Linked DNA regions of Callithrix jacchus: region 1 is linked to region 2. The links are chromatin contacts, called in public Hi-C maps. All regions are on one chromosome and are shown on one strand. The core of a region is the stretch at or near the end of the contact, and the rest is flanking DNA. Distances in the headings are between cores, read along the strand shown. Region 1 holds the start of NRAS (NRAS proto-oncogene, GTPase). Region 2 holds the start of LOC100414058 (pre-mRNA-splicing factor SPF27).

Region 1 (2,700 bases), core at 182-2,681, 140 kb before region 2:
CTTCTGTAGTCTGTTACATTACTTGTCTGTGCCTTGTTTTTTCTCCTCTTCTGCCACTTTTTATTTCTTGATGCTTCCTACTTCTAATCTAAGATAAAAAGATTTTGTAGTACGTTTTAAAATTTTTTTTCCAAATTCTTTTTCTTCCATTAAGTCATTTCTGGTTATATGGTGCTTAAAATTCTAATAGTTTAACCATCCTGACTCATAATGCTGCTTTGCTTCATCACCCCCCCCCACCCCTATCCCCGCCCCCTCCAGAGACAGTCTCACTCTGTTAACCAGGCTGGAATGCAGTGGCACCATCACAACTCATTGCAACCTCAACCCCCTAGGCCTAAGCAATTCTCCCATGTCAGCTTCCCGAGTAGCTGGGACTAACAAGCATGCGCCACCACACCCAGCCAATTTTATTTTTTGTAGAGACATGGTCCCACTATTTTGCCCAGGCTGGTGTCAAACTTCTGGGCTCCGGTGTTCCTCCTGCCCTGCCCTCTCAAAAGTGCTGGGATTGCAGGTGTTAGCTACCACATCTGCTACCTTGTTTTTTTATGCATCTGTGGAACTGGTCAGTCTGATTCCATTCAAGTCTAGGGTCTGCAAATGATTCCTTTCATTCCTATTAAGTTGGAACATTGATTTGGGGGAAATAATATATAAACAAACTTGTCTGTCTTGTCTTTCCAGCTAGGTAGATGAGGTGAGAGTCCTGTCATTAAAAGTGAGTCATTTTGGCAGTTAGATAGAAGACACACTCCTTTGCAAGTGCTTGCTATCTGCCCACAAAGTGTGGTTTCTTGTCATCTTTTGACTTCATTGTAGCGAGGGCCCCAAGGCTGTTGCAGCTCCTCGGCCTGATCGGTTGGTCAATCGCTTGAAGAACATCACCCTGGATGATGCCAGTGCTCCTCGCCTAATGGTTCTTCGTCAGCCAAGGGGACCAGATAATTCAATGGTATGAGCCCATACAAGGCTTGGGGGAGGCCAAATGAAAGACCAACATATAATATGTGGTTCTATTTAAATAATAGATCGGGAAACTTAAGCAAGGAGACTTCCATATTGCTTATAACTAGTTGAGGACTTCCTACACATTGGTTCAGCCCCTAATCTAATGGTTGCTTACAGTAAGAAGCCCATTTTATTTTCTTGATACTTTGAAGATAGTTTAGGTAATGGGTCAGAAGGGCTTACTATGGATTTTCTCAAGGAAGGAATTAGTGGTGCATAAATTGGTTAAAAATAATGCTTTTGTAGTTTCATTTGGGAATAGTGAATGTACCGTGATTGTTGTGCACTCAAATCATTAACTGCAGGATTTTTTTTCCCCCCCACAGGGGTTTGGTGCAGAAAGAAAGATCCGTCAAGCTGGTGTCATTGACTAACCACATCCACAAAGCACATCATTAATCCACTATGATCAAGTTGGGGGGAATCTGGTGAAGGGTTCTGAATATCTCCCTCTTCATCCCTCCCGAAATCTGGAATACTTATTCTATTGAGCTATTACACCAGTTTTAACACCTTCCTCTCGTGTTATGTTTAAAAAATAAATAAATAAATTTAAGAAAACCATTTTAAAATAATGCACAGTTGCAGCCTGGAAAACTTAAGGTGGCGCCTTATAGTATCAATTTTAGGAGCTTTATTTGGTGCATTTAACGCAACTGTTAATTGCAAAATCCACTTCGCCTGTGTAAGTGAAAAATATAGACTGTTATATCTTGTTGGCCCTATGAAATTCTGCACTTGATAATTCATTTTATATTCTACCTTCATTAATGACTTCTGGCAAGATGTTCTGCCTTAGCACTCAGTTGCATTCTTTTCCTTCCTGTTCATTATGCTTTAATTCTGAGGACCATATGAGGGTAGAATATATTATCTTTTAAAAATTACAAAAATTTGTATAGGCAAACCATTTCTTAAAGTTAATGGCCAAATTTTGAAATGTTATTTTTCATATCATTTATAATCTTGTCACAATCCACTTAAAGAAGTTTGGTTATATTTCAGTGAAAATTATCTTCCAGAGTAGTTTTTTTTTTTCCTGGGATGGGGGGTAACTTTACTACAATAAGTAAGTATGGTGCAGAATTTCATGCAAATGAGGAGTGCCAGCAGTGTGATAATTTAAACATATTTAAACAAAAAACAAAAAAAATGCACAAACTTGCTGCTGCTTAGATCACTGCAGCTTCTAGGACCCAGTTTCTTTTACTGATTTAAAAACAAAACAGAAAAAAAAAAAATAAAAAAGTTGTGCCTGAAATGAATCTTGTTTTTTTTATAAGTAGCCGCCTGGTTACTGTGTCCTGTGAAATACAGACACTTGACCCTTGGTGTAGCTTCTGTTCAACTTTATATCACGGGAATAGATGGGTCTGATTTCTTGGCCCTCTTCTTGAATTGGCCATATACAGGGTCCCTAGCCAGTGGACTGAAGGCTTTGTCTTGAAGACAAGGGTCAGCTCAGGGGATGTGGGGGAGGGCTCTTTTATCTTCCCCCTTGTCGTTTGAGGTTTTGATCTCTGGGTAAAAAGGCCGTTTATCTTTGTAACCACAAAACATTTTTGCTTTCTCCAGTTTTCTGTTAATGGCGAAAGAATGGAAGCGAATAAAGTTTTACTGATTTTTGAGACACTAGCACCTAGCGCTTTCATTATTGAAACGTCCCGTGTGGGAGGGGAGGGTCTGGGT
Region 2 (2,700 bases), core at 176-2,675:
TCATTTCCCTAGGTCTGTTGTGTTTTGTTTCTGTAAAGTGTTACGAGTTCTGGATATTTTTGTAAAAGAATTGCTCAAGATTTGTATAAAATGTTGTTTACAGATCTTTTAATGAATAAATACATAAAAATCCCACAGATCTCTTGGAGCATTCTTAAGATGTAAAGATCTTTTATGTCACTTAAATCTATAGCTAGCACATTTACCTAATGGTACTTACGTAATCAGAATTAGTCTTACACTGACCAGGCTTAATAACTGTGGTCAACATTTCTAGGCTCTTGGCAGACAAAGCCTGGGTGTAGACTGCACAATGGGCATGGTATAGTCTGACAACCTTATTTGGTCTTTACCTGCTTAATCAAAGGGAGGCTGCTTAGTCCAGGAGCCATGCAGCAGAGAAGGTGCATGGGCAGCAGCTTGAGTGGTTAGGAGGCAATGAGGAGTGCCATTCTATTACCGTTAAGTCCTAAAGGCAAAATTACAGGATTTTTAAGTTGGGTGCTATGGCCAGTTATCACTTTCGCTCTTGGGAGCTACTGAGGTTCCTTTTGATACACAGACCATAAAGCTTCACAATTTTAATTGGAGACTGGCGCCCAGTTCTAGAGTCTCTTTAGGAACTGTACTTATCCAATGCAGAGGTTTTCAGGGCACAAGGGGTAAGGATAGTTGGGGTACAACAAGGAAGTAAAAGAGGATCAACGCCGGGAGCACTGGCTCACACCTGTATTCCCCACATTTTGGGAGGCCTAAGGGAGAGGACAGTTTGAGGTCAGCCTTGGCAACATAGGAAAACTCATCTCTACAAAAAAATTTAAAAATTAGCCAGGCGTGGTTGTTTGTGCCTCTATGCCCTGCTACTCCTGAGGCTGAAGTCGGGGAGGGGCGGGGCGGAGAGCGGGGTTTGAGGCTGCAGTGAGTTGTGATCGCACCACTGCACTCCAAACCTGGGCAGCAAAACCATACCCTGTGTATAAAATAAAAAATACACCCTGTGTATATAATAATAATAAAAAAAAAAAGAAGTCCAGCACAGAGGAAGAGAAAATTAAGGGGAGAAGGTGGGAGTAAGCAGAGGTGGAAACCAGTTTATCTCTCCGCCAAATCCTGCAGCCAGTTCCCTCCAAAATGTTAAGGGGCTCCCCTTCCAGATATCAATGTTTTGGAGGAAACGAAAAGCCCCAACTTCAGATGGCCGCCACTCGCAGGCAAAAAGATGCGGCAAGTAGAGGACAGGAAATTGAGGCCTTCCGCTGACGCCAAGAAGCCAAGACGTGATGTCATGTCCGCCCAAAACAAACCAGTTCTGCAATTTCTAGATACCCGGCGGACGCGCCTTCAAAATTAGCAACTGAGCATGCGCTCGCGTCAATACGCAGGAGACGTGATGACATCAGCGACAGGCGCCGGCGTAATTAAATAGAACTGAGTACGCCAGGCGAAGAAAACGCAGCCAGATCTGAGGGTTCCAGAATGGCGGGCACGGGTTTGGTGGCTGGAGAAGTTGTGGTGGATGCGCTGCCGTATTTTGATCAAGGTTATGAAGCTCCTGGTGTGCGGGAAGCGGTGAGTGCGGGATGTCTGTGTAGTCGACTCACTGCTCTCTGGCTGGGTACCGAAAGAAACAAGTTAGAATTTGCCGCTTCTACCCTGGCCCCGATTCTCGTTTTTAGGCTGCAGCACTGGTCGAGGAGGAAACGCGCAGATACCGACCTACTAAGAACTACCTGAGCTACCTGACAGCCCCGGATTACTCTGCCTTTGAAGTAAGTATGTCTTGAGCCCAAGTATGAACGAGGATTCCTGTGAACCTTTATTTTGGATTGAGAGCTTTAGCTAGATAAAAGTGATTTTTAAATTCCAGTTTTAACTATTGCTTGCATAGCTACTATTTACTTATTATGTAGGTATCAGTCTTTTAAAAACAACTAGATAGATAAGTCTTCTCCAGGGTTCTTATTTTAAGATCCATAGGAAGACTTTCTGGGGCTCCACGAACTCACTCAATGCAAAAATTTGTGGCTACAGTTGAGATAGGGCCCATGCGTAAATTCTCAAAGGGACGCTCTCCTGTCAAGGTTCACTCTACAGCAAGTGATCTAGAGTTTTTTAATATGTGTAAGCCTAATTACAATTACTAAGCTCTTTGGAACCACTGGAGATTGGCCTCTTAAAGTCTAGATATTTGCCAAATGTATGTGATGTGACTGAAAGGACAAACCATATTCAAGTGTATACTACTTTTTTCTCAGCCTTCTCCTTTGTTCCATAATCTATCCAGTGTTTTTTTAAATACATTTCTGATTAATGGAGGCAAAAATTTTCACTGACATGAATACTTTTTAAGTGGTAGGTGCCATTCTAGATTCTGAGATCATAGAATAAAAGATACTTTTTTAAAAAATATATTTTGTTTTAAGACAAAAGTTCTCTCCACAAAAGATAGGGCTTCTGAATACAGAAAAATACAATACAATGAGAAGCTAGATATATAAAACAAAAAGTTTACAGTAGTATGTATAAATGTGTAATAATATGTAAAGGACCTGTAGTGGAGTTATGTATGTATAAGGACCAAGAGGATTAGTGAAAGGAGTGCCAGGCCGGGCACAGTGGTTCATGCCTGTAATCCCAGCACTTCTGGAGGCCAAGGCAGGCCGATCACCTGAGGTGGGGAGTTTTGAGACCAGCCTGACC

What was found. A called contact is a pair of places that touch in the nucleus more often than the background predicts.
Region 1: a Hi-C map of skeletal muscle shows a contact between it and region 2, with 4 times the contacts expected there. The contact joins the promoter of NRAS here to the promoter of LOC100414058 in region 2.

The regions. Positions count from the first base shown.
Region 1 is chr7:152,699,619-152,702,318 of calJac240_pri, reverse strand. NRAS (NRAS proto-oncogene, GTPase) reads left to right here and starts at 1,431. Exons shown (of 6, transcript XM_035252537.3): 1 at 1,431-2,700. The coding sequence starts at 2,608. CSDE1 (cold shock domain containing E1) reads left to right here. Exons shown (of 17, transcript XM_078332836.1): 16 at 823-955; 17 at 1,338-2,272. The coding sequence ends at 1,385.
Region 2 is chr7:152,562,483-152,565,182 of calJac240_pri, reverse strand. LOC100414058 (pre-mRNA-splicing factor SPF27) reads left to right here and starts at 1,425. Exons shown (of 6, transcript XM_035252524.3): 1 at 1,425-1,569; 2 at 1,677-1,769. The coding sequence starts at 1,477.